2 separate regions of the Callithrix jacchus genome follow, and region 1 is linked to region 2. The links are chromatin contacts, called in public Hi-C maps. All regions are on one chromosome and are shown on one strand. Each heading gives the region's core, a stretch centred on a gene start, on an enhancer-like site or on the middle of the called end of the contact. The rest is flanking DNA. Distances are from core to core; before and after follow the strand shown.

Region 1 (6,842 bases), core at 1,852-4,351, 170 kb before region 2:
GATGTAGGCTGTGGGGAACACAAGTGAGGGGTTGAGCAGGGACCACCCCAGGGACATGTAGCTTGGGGGCAGGGCTCACTCACCCACAGAGGTGGGCATCTCTCCCCACTGCAGCACCACATCCTTGATGATCCGCCCGTACGTGTTGACGTAGACACCCTCGTCCTCATAGCACAGCAGCATCTCCATGCCGTCGGTGTTGGGGAGGAAGATGATGGCATGGGGCGTGATCTGGCTCTGGATCTGGGGAGGAGGAGGTGGGCTCGAGTCTCACGGCTGGCGCCCAGACTAGGCCATCCCACTCCCTAGCAGCCCCGCCAGGCTCACATGCACAGGGATGTAGATGTCATAGCTGTTCCCCGAGTCGACATCCACGGCATGGAAGCCAGCACTGGAGCCATAGATGACCTTGAGCCGCTGCCCCTCCTCCACTGTCAGGTCGACCAGCAGAGGGCGGTGAGGGAGGTCGGCAAAGGACTGTGGGCAATCGGAGGAAAGGAGGGCTCAGGGGCAGAGGGAGAGGCACTGGGACTGGGAATGGGGTTGGGGGCTGAGGCTGGGATTACCTTGAAGGCCATGAATTTGTGGTAGGGTTTCGGGGCCCAGGCATACACCTCCACGGAGCTCTTGAGGGCGATGACCAAGAACTTAATCCGCTCATATTTCACTGGGGGCAGGAGAAAAAGATGCTGAGACTTCCCTTCTTGGACCTGGGGCACCTCCCTGTGTCTGTCACTAGACTGCCCCACCCAGGCCCCAAGTCCCTGGCTGTCAGGTTTTCTCAGCCATTTGACCCAGGCCCATTTCTCTATCTTCATGACAAGGGTTCACTGGCCACACTGTTGTGGCATCCTCACCAACACGGTAGTGGCCGCAGCCCTCCATGTCCCCAACAGTGGTCCAGCCCTGCTTCTTCTCCACTTCTGGGTCGTTGTGCAGAATCTTGTTCCGGAGCCAGGACAGGTAATACACCCGCAGTTTGTTCCTTTTCCCTGAGGGAAGGACGGACATACACACATCCCCATTCTTAGCTGAGGCCCGGCTGCCACCGCCCCACCCTCCTGTCTGCATACCACAAGGGGTGAGAAAGTGTGGCCCCACCTTCCAGCACCTGGACCAAGGCTGCCCTCCTCCCAGGCAGAAGGTGGTGACAGCGCCAAGGAGCTGAGTCCCTCCTCCCTCCCCCACTGGCCAGCCCTGTACCTGAGATGGTGATGAGCAGGTTGAGCCCCTCCAGCACATCCATTTGCTGGAAGCGTCGCCGCCCAATGAGTCCATACACCTTGCCCTGTCCGCTTCGGTCCAGCAACATCAGCCCATTCTCCGTGCCCACCAGCAGGTTGACCCCTGCAATAGGAGCCCTTGGTAGGTCAGAGGCTCAGCCAGGCCCTCATTTAACCAGGAGCATGGAAGCCACGCCAGACCCCTTTTAGCTACCCTTGGCCTGGCTTACCCCAAAGGGCTGCACAGAGAATCTCGGAGTTGAATCGCTTCTTGTACTTCCGGATCTCAGGGGTTTCACTGTGGGCCCGGGTGTTGGTGGGATTCACGTTGACCACAGAACCCTTCCTCACGTCGTACTGCAGCTGGTCGAGCCGAGTGCCCTCTCCACCCACTAGGGCTGCCAGAAGGAGGAGGCGGAAGGAGGAGCTGCAGCTTCTCACCCCAGCTCTTTTTCCCTCTATCCCCTCTATCAGGTCTTGGCACCTCATAATATGCAGAAAGGAGAGAGATGGGAGGATGGGGAGTTGCATAGGAGGGGGATAGAGCACAGGCCTTGGAGTCAAAAGCCCTGTCTCAGGTCCCAGTTCTATCCCTCATTAGCTTTGTGCCTTTGCCCAGGTCCCTTGGCTATTTTAGGCATTTCCTCTCCTGTGGAGGCGTCACAAAAGCCTTTCCTTACCTCTGTGCCTGGGCAGGAGCTAGGACTCAAGGGAGAGGTCCTGTGCCTATGCTTTATGAGGCTGCGTCTCAAGACCACCTCTGCTCCCCCCAGGTTGCCCCTGGACCCCATCCTCACCTGTGACGGGGATGGTGTCCCCACTGCCTCCAGGCTGGTAGATCCCAAGATCCACAAACATCGTGAATGAGCTCTTGCCAGGGGCCTTTACCAGCCCACGAGACTGGTACTGTGGTTGCGGGGGAAGTAGTCAGACAAACAAGTGCAAGTCCAGCTTCGGCCCTGCACCCACTGCTCTTCCCAGGCCCCAGCTCCCCAACTGGCACCCCCGCTGGCCAGTTCCCAGTGCTCCACCCCATCCTCCCCCAGACCCGGATCTCCTGCCCACCACCAGGGGTCTTCTCTCCGACGGACCTGCCTCAGGCCCACTTACGTCACTGCTCCCATCCTTTGAGGGCGGGCTTTGGCCTTTGCTGTTCTCGGTGGGGGAGTGGCTGGGCTGGACCACATCAGGCAGGTTTGTGTACCCGTTGCTGTCAGCATGCAGCAGGCTCCGCTCCTCTTCAGGGGTCTACAGAACAGAAAGCAGGGTCGGCACGGGGCTGAGGATGACATACAGGTACAGGGCAGGGGAGCAGAGGCTCACTCACACGCTGGACCACCATGGTGCCGCCCCCATACGGGGGCTGGGTCCCGGTGATCTCCTCAACATCGTGGACCACCATGGTGCTGATGCTGTCTGTATCCCCATCGCTGCTGTGAGAAAAGAAGGTGGGGTTCCTTTAGGTCCTGCTCACCATGGAAGTGCCAAAGGCAGCAGATGGCAGCCAGAGCCCAGGCTTTTTCTCTATTCAAAACAGCCTGCTCCACTGTGAGGTGCTTCCCTGCAGGGCACGCAGGGCAGGCTAGCACAGGGGCAGATAGGCACCTGAAGAGGCCACCCCACAACCCACATGACAGTGGGAGAGAGAAGGAACCTGCACCCTCAGCCCACTCTCTAGAGAAGGGAGCCACTCTCCCTCAGACGTGCCCCAAAGCCCCACCTCTCCCCAAACCACTTCCTGCCCTCCCTGTGGCTTGGAGCAGGAGGGCCCCACCCCTGATGCCGTACCGGCCCCCAGGGGTGTCTCTGCTCCCCTCTGATGGCTCGCCTTCGCCCTCCTCCTCATCCTCCTCACTGCTCTCCACCTCCTCGCTGGATGATGAGTAGTCCATGGCTTTCTTGGGAGGCCGAGGGGCCTCGTCCAGGGTCCGTTCTTTCAGCAACACGAAGTCCTGCAGGGAGGAGCCACGTGAGGGGCAGGGAGAAGGTGGGCCTGGGTGGAGGCAGACAAAGGGTGCTGGGAGACCCTTGCAGGGCCACAGGAGGGGCTCCCACAAGCAGGCCCATCTCACTAACCTCACCAATTGCTCGCTTATAGCTCTGGGAGGGGCCGCAAGGGAAGAAGGGCAGCCAGGAGAAAGGTTAGGAGAGAGGTTAGAAAAGGTTAGTAGTGTGAGAAGCACCAGGCCCTCCATCCCCACAGCCCTTCTCAGTAGGTCAGTGGAGAACCCACCCCTGATGCCATCCTGCTGCTAAGCCCCAAAGTGGGATGAGGCAGGCCATGCCTGCACCAGGTGACTCACTGCGGGCCGGCCTGGCCGAGAACGGTGGTCATCAGGCTTGGCTTTATTCCCAGGGGAGAGCACTGGGGAGCTGTCCAGTTTGGAGGAGGCTGGACACAGCAGGGTGGAAGAAGAAAGGTCATGAATACCTGGACAAGGGATGGCCTCAAGCCCACACCTGGGCTGACCCTTCGGCCCTGAGCCCCAGAACTCAGACCCAAGTTCCATACCCACCCAGGTCCTCCCTGTCCCTGTTGGTGTCCCAGTCCAAAGCCACCACAGGCAGGGTCCATCCTGATAAGACTCCAGGCCCAGAGCCTGCTGCCTGGCCCTGGCTAACGTACCTCCCACACGGTTCCGCTCCAGTGAGCCAGCCTGGGGGAGGTGCCCGTGAGAGGCTGGGAGGACGCTGTCTGAGCGTTCCCAGCCAGGGTCGCTCCTCCTGAGGTCAGGGTTACTGTTGGGGGAGCAGAGTTAGGGTCAGGGAGGCAGGGTGCTCCCCTCTCTGGGGTGCTGAGCTGCACTGCAGAGGGAGCCATCACCAGGGTAGCAGGTGGAAGAAGTGAGAGGTGGGAGTGAGTCGGGGGACAACTCCATTACCTAGAGGCGTTGGGCGGGCCAGGGGGCTGAGCAGGGGGCCCTGGAGGCTTGGGGGTGCCTCGCTCTGCCCGCCTTTGCAGATAGATTTGCCAGGCGGAGTTGCTGCGAGGTCTGTGAAGGGAGCACAGGGGCGACGAGGGGGCGGGGGGGCTGAGGTGATGGGGCTGGGGCTTGCCCACCCCTAGGCGGTTAGGCCGGTAAAGTCCCTGTGCCCCCTACTCCCTACGCTGCCCTCAGACCTCACCCAGGCGCTGCCCTACCCAGGCATTACCTGGCACGGACTGCCTGGGCTGGCCGGGAGCCTCCAGCCCCACTGGTGTTAAGGGCAGTGGCGATAGATGAGGTCCTCTGAGGCACCTGTGGAGAGAAGTCCGAGTGCTGCAATGGGCACTTCACAGACATTCAAGCCTCACCTCTGGAAGGTGTGCTTCCCCACTCTTATGGGTGAGAAAACTGACGCTCAGAGACGCTAACAAATACGTCCAAGGTGATGAAGCTGGGAGATGGTGGAGCTGCAATTCTGACTCAGAATTATCTGCTCCTTGTGCTTCCAAAACACCCTAGGTGTTTCTCCATTCCTACACTCCCCACGGGGATCGATGCCACACAGCCACGTGCCTCCTCTGCTGCGTGGCTGACTCCTGCAGGGTGGTGCCTTTGTGTCCTCTCCCTCCCCACCCTGCACTCCTCCTCTGTGTGGCCTAGCCCACTCCCCTCCTCCTTTCATGACCAGTCCTCTGCTTTGCCCTGGTCCCACAGGGCTGTCCTTACCTTGGGTGGGGCCTCATTATCTGGGCGGACCCAGGCTGGGGGGTTCGGGCTGGGGCCAGGTCCTTCAGAGGTAGGGTCTGAATTCTGGCGGATGACAGCTCCTCGGGCACTGGGTGTGGCAGTGGGTGCAGGGATGGCAGGGTCGGGGTCATGGGAGGCTGGGAAGGCAGCCAGGTTTCGGGTGGGCTGGTCCTGCAGGGACTGGGATCGGGGTACAGGTGCTGCATATGGCTTCAGTGGGACCCGGTGTGCCACCAGGCTCTGCAGGGAGAGACCAGGGAGGGTGGGCTGCCTGCTCCATGGTACATCCCCACCTGCAAATCGGAGTCTAGGTGGGAAGGGACTTTAGTTACCCCTTCCTCCATTGAAGGACAGGGGGTGCCTAGAGCCTGAGGACAGCTACGTCAGGACAAACACAGGCAGCAAGAAGCAGGTAAGTGTCTCTGCCCACACATCCTATGCTCTGCAGTCCGGGCTCAGAGTTGAGCGGTGTGTGTATGCGTGTGTGTACCTGTGCTCTGAGCACAGCTCCCTGTGTCTGTGTTAGACAGGCGCGGAGACTCACCTTGTGTGGTCCCTCCTGGGGCTCCACCGGCCTCTGCATAGGAGGAGTCTGGGAAAGGGGTCCTGGGGGTCCCGGGGAGGCCTGGGGGATCGGGGGCTCAGGCCCTGTGCTGCTTGGCTTGCTCTTGGCCAGGGGAGAGTTCTGCTGCTTGTTCAACCTTGTTCTTTCTTCTACCTGTGATGTGAAGGGACATCAAGCAGGCCAGCTCTTGCCTCCCTGTTCTGAAAATGTAGGGTCCCATCTGCCCTAACCACTCCGCCCCATGCTCTGTGCTGTGTGCTCTTTTCCCTTGCTCGGCGCCTGCTATGGTAAACAACCACTTCTTGTGGCTCTCCAGGCCCTAGGCGGTGGGACTGCAGTCTCAGGAGGCAAAAGAGGCAGTGAGTACCTCTCGGGCCCAGGCTGGTTTATCAGCGGGATTCATGGCCCGACCATATTGGTACAGGGGCTTCCTGTCCCCGGGCAGGATCTGCTGCTGCTGTTTCTGAAGCTGCTGCTGCTGCTGCTGCTGCTGCAGGGACTTGAGGTAGGCATGCTCCTGCTGTAGTTGCCTCTGCAGACGCTCTGACTGCCGCTGCTCCTCTAGCTGCTTCCTCTTGTATTCCTGGGCCCAAGGGTAGGGAGAGAGGGCTCAGGAGGGTGTGGCCCCGGGAGTTAGAGCAGGCATGCCCTCTCTTTTCTCCAACTGCCTAGAGAGGAGATGTTTTCCCTTGATGTCTTGGGTGAATCCCTTCCCTTGAAGTGTTCCCATCCCATTCCAGCAAAGAAGCTCTGAAAAGCATCTTCCCAGAGGACGCTGAGGGACCCGTTACCAGCAGCAGGGCCTGTTCCTGGAGCAGCTGTTGCTGAAGGATCTCGAGCTGTCGCTGCTCCTCCTCTAGCCTGTGACGAATATATTCCTGGGGGGCGGGGCGTGGGGTGGGGGGCAGAGGGCAGGGAAGGAGGAAGAGGCATAGGAGGGCAGCAGCAGCGAGTTGGAGGAAGAGGAAGGAATGGGGGGAGGATGAGGAGGTGCAGGGGAAGAGTAAGAGAGAGGTAGGGAAGGGGATGGGATGAGCCCCAAGGGGGCCATGCGGCACAGATGGGGAAGAAGAGGGCACAGGGAATGAGGGGGGATGAGGAAAGGGCCAGGGAGAATCAGGGATGGGGTAAAGAGATGGGAATGAGGCACAGAGACAGGAGGAGGGAGGGGGCCAGGGTTGGGGTTGAAGGGTGGGAGAAAACAGAGAGAAAGAGTGAAGCTAGAAAAGATAGGAGGAATCTGGGGGTGGGGGAGAGAAGGGGAAGGGCACGGGGAGCAGGGGCGGCAGGCAGCAGGAGCGGGAGGGCAAGGATGTGAGTGCGGCGCTGTACCTGCTCGCGCTCCGCCTGCCGCCGCTCCTCCTCCCGCCGCAGGGCCTG
Region 2 (6,790 bases), core at 4,124-6,623:
TTGTTTATAGGGGTATCATCAGCCTTGACTGTTGTCATGCATGAGGAAAAGATATTACTTTTCCTCCCCCACACCTCTATCTGGTTTTTCACTTTGTCCCCTAATGGTCCTGATTCCTCATTTATTTCCTCTTCAGAATGTGGACATGGTTACTTGGGGAGTGCAGCCCACCAGGAGCATTTGCCTTCTACCAGCCCCCCTACTTCTCGGGCTTCAGAGGGGACAGCTTCAGACATCCGTACCCCTGCCCAGATGCTCCTGTCCACCTTGCAGCCCACCCACTCACCAGGATCACCATCCTTGGACAAAGAGCTCACCCATCCCAGTGAAACCACCATTCCCACTGCTGGCCACAATCTAGGAGTTGGACCTGAGGCTGGAGAGAACCAGAAGCAGCTGGAAAAAGCAGCTGATCCTGCAGCCGGGACATCAGCCATAGCACCTGTGCTGTCCCTCCTGGCCATCGTCTTCATCCTCACAGCAGTTCTTTCCTATGTGTTATGCAAGAGGAGGACGGGGCAGTCACCGCAGTCCCCTCCAGGTAAACTGGACCTCTGAACCCTTCCCCCTGGGACCCCGAGCCTTCCTGACAGGGATCCTGACCCAGTAGCTCTCAGGTGGCTGGAACCGTGGCCTTGGCACGCAAATATCAAGGCTGTCTGCACAAGTTGACTGCAGGCCCTCTGAGGACAGTCAGCCAGGGACTGTAGAGAGTGGAGAGGGAAGGAAGCAACCATGGGCACAAGGACTAGTGCTTGGAGCAACATCATGGAGAAGATGGCTAGAGCAAGCTAGTGGGAGACAAAGCTGTGGAGGGAGGTGAGAGCCAGTCATTCAATTCACAGATTTTCACTGAGCACCTACTGTGGGCCAGGTCATAGGGTTAATGTCTTGAAGTCTGATTCCCTAGTTCAAGCTATCATGCCCCCATCACTCTCCTTGATCTCAGAGCTCATTTCTCAATTTCTTTATCCTTTCCAGATTTGCAGCTTTATTATACACCTGTGGCACCTGACTCTAATATCTGAGGTAAGAATGTGAGCTCGTGAGGGTAAATTGTGGTTTACTTTCATAAAAAGTATAATAAATGAGACCAATCACTGACAACATGGTAGGCACTGTATACATACCTGTGTTTTTCTGTTTTTAGAAATGGGCTCTCACTATGTCGCCCAGGCCGTTCTGGAACTCATGTCAAGTGATCCACCCATCTTGGCCTCCTGAAGTGTGAGGATTATAGTCGTGGCCTACCACATCCACCCTACATGTATTCACTCTGTTGGAGCTCAGAACGACACCCCAAAACATGGCACCTTGGTAGTTAAGAAAACAGCAGATGTAGGCCAGGCACAGTGGCTCACGCCTGTAATCCCGGCACTATAAAAAATTAGAAATTTTTTAAAATTAAAAAAAAATTTTTAAAAGATTATACTATAAAATCTGCTTTTTATACTGGGTGATAATAACTTGGACAAATTCTATATGTATGTTTCTTCAGCTTTTTGTTTTTTTGAGACAAAGTTTCACTCTTGTTGCCCAGGCTGGAGTGCAATGGTGCGATTTTGGCTCACTGCAACCTCTGCCTCCCAGGTTCAAGTGATTCTCCTGCCTCAGCCTCCCAAACAGCTGGTGAGGAGGGAGACCCAGGCATTTGGGATTCCCTCACCCTCTGTCATCCACTGTGCATCTCAATAAAAGAGAGAGCAGGCCAGCTAGTGCCTCCTGAATCTCCTTCCTGAAAACAACAGGCTAAACCTTGGGGAAACTCTCAAGGTTTTTACTTAAAACAAGATCAAACCAGAAACCTTTTCACATGTGAGTCCTAAAACTATAAACTGGAACCCGTTCATATGTGATTCCTAAAATTGTAAACAGAGACCTTTTCACATGTGAGTCCTAAAACTGTAAACCGGAACCCTTTCATATGTGATTCCTGAAACTGTATACGAGACCTTTTTACATTTGAATCCTAAAACTGTAAACCGGAACCCTTTCATATATAATTCCTGAAACTGTAAACTAAAACCTTTTCACATGTGAGTCCTAAAAATATGAACCTAAGATTCTTCCACGGGTAACATCTAAAGTATAAGCCTATATAAAGGCTGAACCTCCCTTTGTTAGACAAGCTTAGCTGTTAGGCACCTATGCCACCTTGCTCCCAGCTGAAATAAATTCCTTCCTCCTGTATTCAGTGTTCGAGAGATCCTTTCCCGCGGCTGCTACTGCTACACTGGGATTACAGGCTTGTGCCACCGTGCCCAGCTTATTTTTTGTGTTTTTAATAGAGAGGAGGTTTCACCGTGTTAGCCAGGATACTCTTGATCTCCTGACTTAGTGATCCGCCTGCCTTGGCCTCCCAAAGTGCTGAGATTACAGGTGTGAGCCCCCGCCTGTGTATTTTTTTTTTTGAGATGGAATCTTGCTCTGTCTCCCAGTCTGGAGTGCAGTGGTACAATCTTGGCTCACTACAACCTCCACCTCCTGGGTTCAAGCGATTCCTGTACTTCAGCCTCCCAAGTAGCTGGGATTACATGTGCCTGCCACTCCACCCGGCTAATTTTTGTATTTTTAGTAGAGGCAGGGTTTCACCATGTTGGCCAGGTTGGTATCGCACTCCTGACCTCAAGTGATCCGCCTGCCTCAGCCTCCCAAAGTGCTGGGATTACAGCCGTGAGCCACCGTGCCTGACCCTATGTGTTTAACTACTAAAAATTATTTTTATAATGATTGAGTCTTCTTTACAGAGACAACTGGCCTCAGGCCCTTGCACACCCACCATGATTCCTGGGTTCAGTTTCTTTGCGATGGCTCCCCCTCACCCCAACTCTCCCACTATACCAGTTGTTCCTCCTCCACCTCAGCCTTCTTCTGCTTCCTTTACTAGCCCTGCAATGAAGGCCTGGGATTTCCCACCCTCCCTCCTTAGCAGGTGCAGTGCTGGGATGCCATCTGGGCTGGTTTTACTTCCTCAGTCCCTTGCATACCCCAGTAAGACTCTGATCTTCTTTTTATTGTTGTTGCTTTTATTATTAAACTCTAGTTCTTATTTTGTCTCTCCCAGTGAAGAAGAATGTTATCTTCCTTAGGCCAAGTCTGCGTGAAGCCTGAGGCAGAAGCATGAAGTGTTTGAGGAAGTGGGTTGGATGTGTGAGTTTCCATCTCTGTTCAAGCCTGTCAGGGTGTTGGTGGAGTGCAGGGCAGGAGCACTCTGCTGGAGAGGCCAGGGCATAGCTCTGGGCAGGCTCGGGCTTCAGTTTTTCCATGCCCACCATTTGCTCCTTTGTCTTTGACAGAGTTTCACGAAGTTGGCCAGGCTAGTCTCGAACTCCCGACCTCATGTGATCTTCCAGCCTTGGCCTCCCCAAGTGTACTTTGACCAGCAGGGCATGTAGGTGCCCATGCTCCCTATCCTACATGTTCCCAGGTTCTGTCCCATGGTGCAGGCGATGGTCTCCCTCTGAGTTCTGGATCCACCTCCCTGGCCTAGTTCTCCAGCATCTGCTCACAGGTTCGAGCCACATCACTGAGCTTGAGGCGGGCATAGTCTACTCGCTTCAGAGCCATCTGACAGTCCTTCCTTGAAGAGTAGCTGGAGCCCTCATGGGGCTGCCCTGTGGCCACCTACAAGACAGACTATCAATGGAGCACCATCTCCTTTGCCCTTACTCCAACCAGGCATCAGGTCTCGTCTCATTTCTTTCCTGAGTTTGAATTTGTTATGCCGGATGGTAGCTGGATAAATAAATCATTTAACTTATGCTAATCTTCTCTGTAAAATGGGGGTGATGATAACTGCTTATTAGAGTTGTTGAGGATTAGATAAAATAATGCAGAGTATCTGGCACACCGTAAATATTAGTAAATGGCAGTGGTCCTTGTGACAACCTCATAATGTTCTCAATCCTGTCCCTCTTCTCAGGACAGAAGATCTGGGGGCCAAGTGATAGAAGTGCTGGGGGCCAGCCTCACGCCTGTAATCCCAGCACTTTGGGAGGCCGAGGCGGGCAGATCAGAAGGTCAGGAGATTGAGACCATCCTGGCTAACACGGTGAAACCCTGTTGCCCAGAGATGTTGACCATCTCTGGGCAACAGAGCGAGACTCAGTCTTAAAAAAAAAAAGTAACTGGGACCTCATGCCCTTGAAGGTCAAGCTAAATTTCCAATGACAAAGTTCTGTAGTTCTAGTATTATTTACAAGCCTTCACCCAGGCACATGTGATGTTACCCAGTGAGGTATGCAGGGCTGCCTTTAATTCTTTCTTTTCATTTTTATTTTTTTGAGACAGAGTTTTTGCTCTGTTGCCCAGACTGGAGTACAATGGCATGATCTTGGCTAACTGCAACCTCTACCTCCTGGGTTCAAGTGATTCTCCTTCCTCAGCCTCCCGAGTAGCTGGGACTATAGGTGCCTGCCACCACACCCAGCTTTTCTTTTCTTTTCTTTTTTATTCTTTTGAGACAGAGTCGCACTCTGTTGCCCAGGCTGGAGTGCAATGGTGCAATTTTGGCTCACTGAAACCTCTGCCTCTCGGGTTCAAGTGATTCTCCTACCTCAGCTTCCCAGATAGCTGGGACTACAGGCGCCCGCCACCACGCCCAGCTAATTTTTTTTATTTTTAGTAGAGACAGAGTTTCACCATGTTGGCCAGGCTGGTCTCGAACTCTTGATCTCAGGTCATCCACCCACCTTGGCCTCCCAAAGTGCTAGGATTACAGGTATGAGCCACCGCGCCCGGCCACTTCTTTCCTTTTAAAGGAAGAAACCGGCTCTGGACGGCCGGCTGGGAAGGTTTGGTCCTGCCTAGTTAATGCTCCATCCGGGATCACCTAAGGCTGAGGCTTTGACCCAGAGCTGGGGTCCGCTCGCAGCACCTCCCAGACACACCCACCTGGGTGAGGTAGCGAATCTGAGCTGACAGCTCCGCCTCCACGTGTTGCACTGAAGCGGTGAAGGCCGCCGCCTGCCGGTCTAGAAGCCGCTCGTTGGTTTTTTCCTTGGACAACTCTAGGATCACTGTACCTGCCAGGGCGGAGAGGGGGCGAGGACACCCGGAGACAGCCAGTGTAGCCCCGCCCCAGGGCCAGCCCTTCTCAGTCCCGCCCTTTAGCTGCGCACGCACGTAGGAGAATTCCCTCCCCAACCCTGCTGCAAGTTCCCGGTCAGCCTGTGGGTGCAGCTCGGCCTCGTTTTCGCTCCCCGCCGTCCGGGTTGTCGCATCCCAAACCTGCATTCTGAAGGATGGCGCCGATTTCCCGTTCGATGTCTTCCAGGGCGCGTAGTCGCTCGTTCGCCAGGCTGTAGGTAGCCATTATCACTCCGGGAATCCTCAGAAGTTTCCCTTGAGAAACGCAGCGCTTGTTCCGGAACTGACTATCGGTGTGCGCCTGCGCAGGGGGCACCGTGCAGCGAGCACTACAATTCCCAGGGTGCTCAGCGCAGCCTCGCCCTCTCTGTCCACCTGGCGAACTACAACTCCCAGGATCCACTGCGCCTTAGCCACGGGACCACCTGTAGTCAGAGGTGTCAATGAAATATCTTCTTGCCCGAGGCCATTTAGACCTGTCCACCTTCTTAACACCGTCTGTGGCCTCTATTTTGTTTATTCTACACGAGTTTATTTATTTCTTTCTTTATTTTTTTTTTGAGACGGAATTTCGCTCTTGTTACCCAGGCTGGAGTGCAATGGAGCGATCTCGGCTCACCGCAACCTCCGCCTCCTGGGTTCAAGCAATACTCCTGCCTCAGCCTCCCGATATTTCGTTATTTATGAGACAGAGTCTCACTGTCTCCCAGGCTGGAGTGCAATGGTACGATCTCGCTCACTGCAACCTCCACCTCCTTGATTCAAGCGGTTCTCCTGCCTCATCCTCCCGAGTAGCTGGGATCACAGGCGCGCGCCACCACGCCTGGCTAATTTTTGTATTTTTAGTAGAGACGGGGTTTCACCGTATTGTCCAGGCTGGTCTTGACTCCTGACCTCAAGTTACCCGCCCGCCTTGGCCTCCCAAAGTGCTGGAATTACAGATGTGAGCTGAATCTTAAAGGTTAACTACGTGGATGACAGCTTGTAGTGGAAAAGAGAGACGGCATAGGCAAAGAGGTATGGTGCTGTGACGGGCCCCCACACATGTGGAGTCCAGCAAGGAATTCCGTCTGTCTGGATTGAATAGTGCGTGGTGGTGGTGGTTAGGTGTGACAATGGTGAGGCTGGGGGTAGGAGCTGAATGAGGAAAAGGCTTGCAAGCTAAGTATTTTGGGCTTGAATCTGAAGGCCTTTGGTAGGCTTTAAAGGGTTTTTATGAAGTGTTATGACCAGAATTACCTTTTTTAGAAAGATCACTTGTAACAGTTTATACAAGATTATCAAGAATGAAACCAGTTTGCCCAAAGTTAGGAAATGAAGGTTAGACACGGTTAAACTGAATGTTCTAGCCTGGGCTATGTAGTGAGATACTGTCTTTACAAAAGGATTTTGGGGCTGGGCATGGTGGCTTAAACTGTAATTTCAGTTCTATGGGAGGCTGAGGCAGAAGGATTGCTTGAGCTAAGGACTTTGAGACCAGCTGGGTAATATAGTGAGACCCCGTCTCTCTCTTTTTTTTTTTACTTTTGAGAGGGAGTCTTTCTTACTTTGTCGTCCAGGCTGGAGTGCAGTGGCACGATCTCGGCTCACTGCAACCTCTGCCTCCTGGGTTCAAACAATTCTCCTGCCTCATCCTCCCAAGTAGCTGGGATTACAGGTGCCTGAAACCACGTCTGGCTAATTTTTGTATTTTAGTGGAGAC

The links. Hi-C and Micro-C count contacts between places; a contact is called where the count stands out from the background.
Region 1: a contact with region 2 is called in a Hi-C map of induced pluripotent stem cells, with 5 times the contacts expected there. The contact joins the enhancer-like site here to the promoter of MED11 in region 2. A contact is called at or near these places in 3 of 3 Hi-C or Micro-C datasets (induced pluripotent stem cells and skeletal muscle).

The regions. Positions count from the first base shown.
Region 1 is chr5:106,457,235-106,464,076 of calJac240_pri, reverse strand. MINK1 (misshapen like kinase 1) reads right to left here. Exons shown (of 31, transcript XM_078374034.1): 13 at 6,795-6,842; 14 at 5,830-6,045; 15 at 5,442-5,615; 16 at 4,877-5,077; 17 at 4,377-4,462; 18 at 3,850-3,962; 19 at 3,527-3,615; 20 at 3,012-3,175; 21 at 2,551-2,653; 22 at 2,334-2,471; 23 at 2,021-2,129; 24 at 1,454-1,621; 25 at 1,204-1,347; 26 at 858-992; 4 more. Among named protein-coding and RNA genes, the nearest start is that of CHRNE, 16 kb to the left of the region's middle. Within about 2 kb of position 3,101, at least 3 of the 16 cell types and tissues checked have an H3K27ac peak or open chromatin away from gene starts, as enhancers often do.
Region 2 is chr5:106,291,648-106,298,437 of calJac240_pri, reverse strand. MED11 (mediator complex subunit 11) reads right to left here and starts at 5,373. Exons shown (of 2, transcript XM_035301003.3): 1 at 4,894-5,373; 2 at 3,009-3,624. The coding sequence starts at 5,235. The coding sequence ends at 3,487. CXCL16 (C-X-C motif chemokine ligand 16) reads left to right here. Exons shown (of 8, transcript XR_008481611.2): 4 at 137-541; 5 at 982-1,029; 6 at 1,151-1,227; 7 at 3,065-3,150; 8 at 3,297-3,763.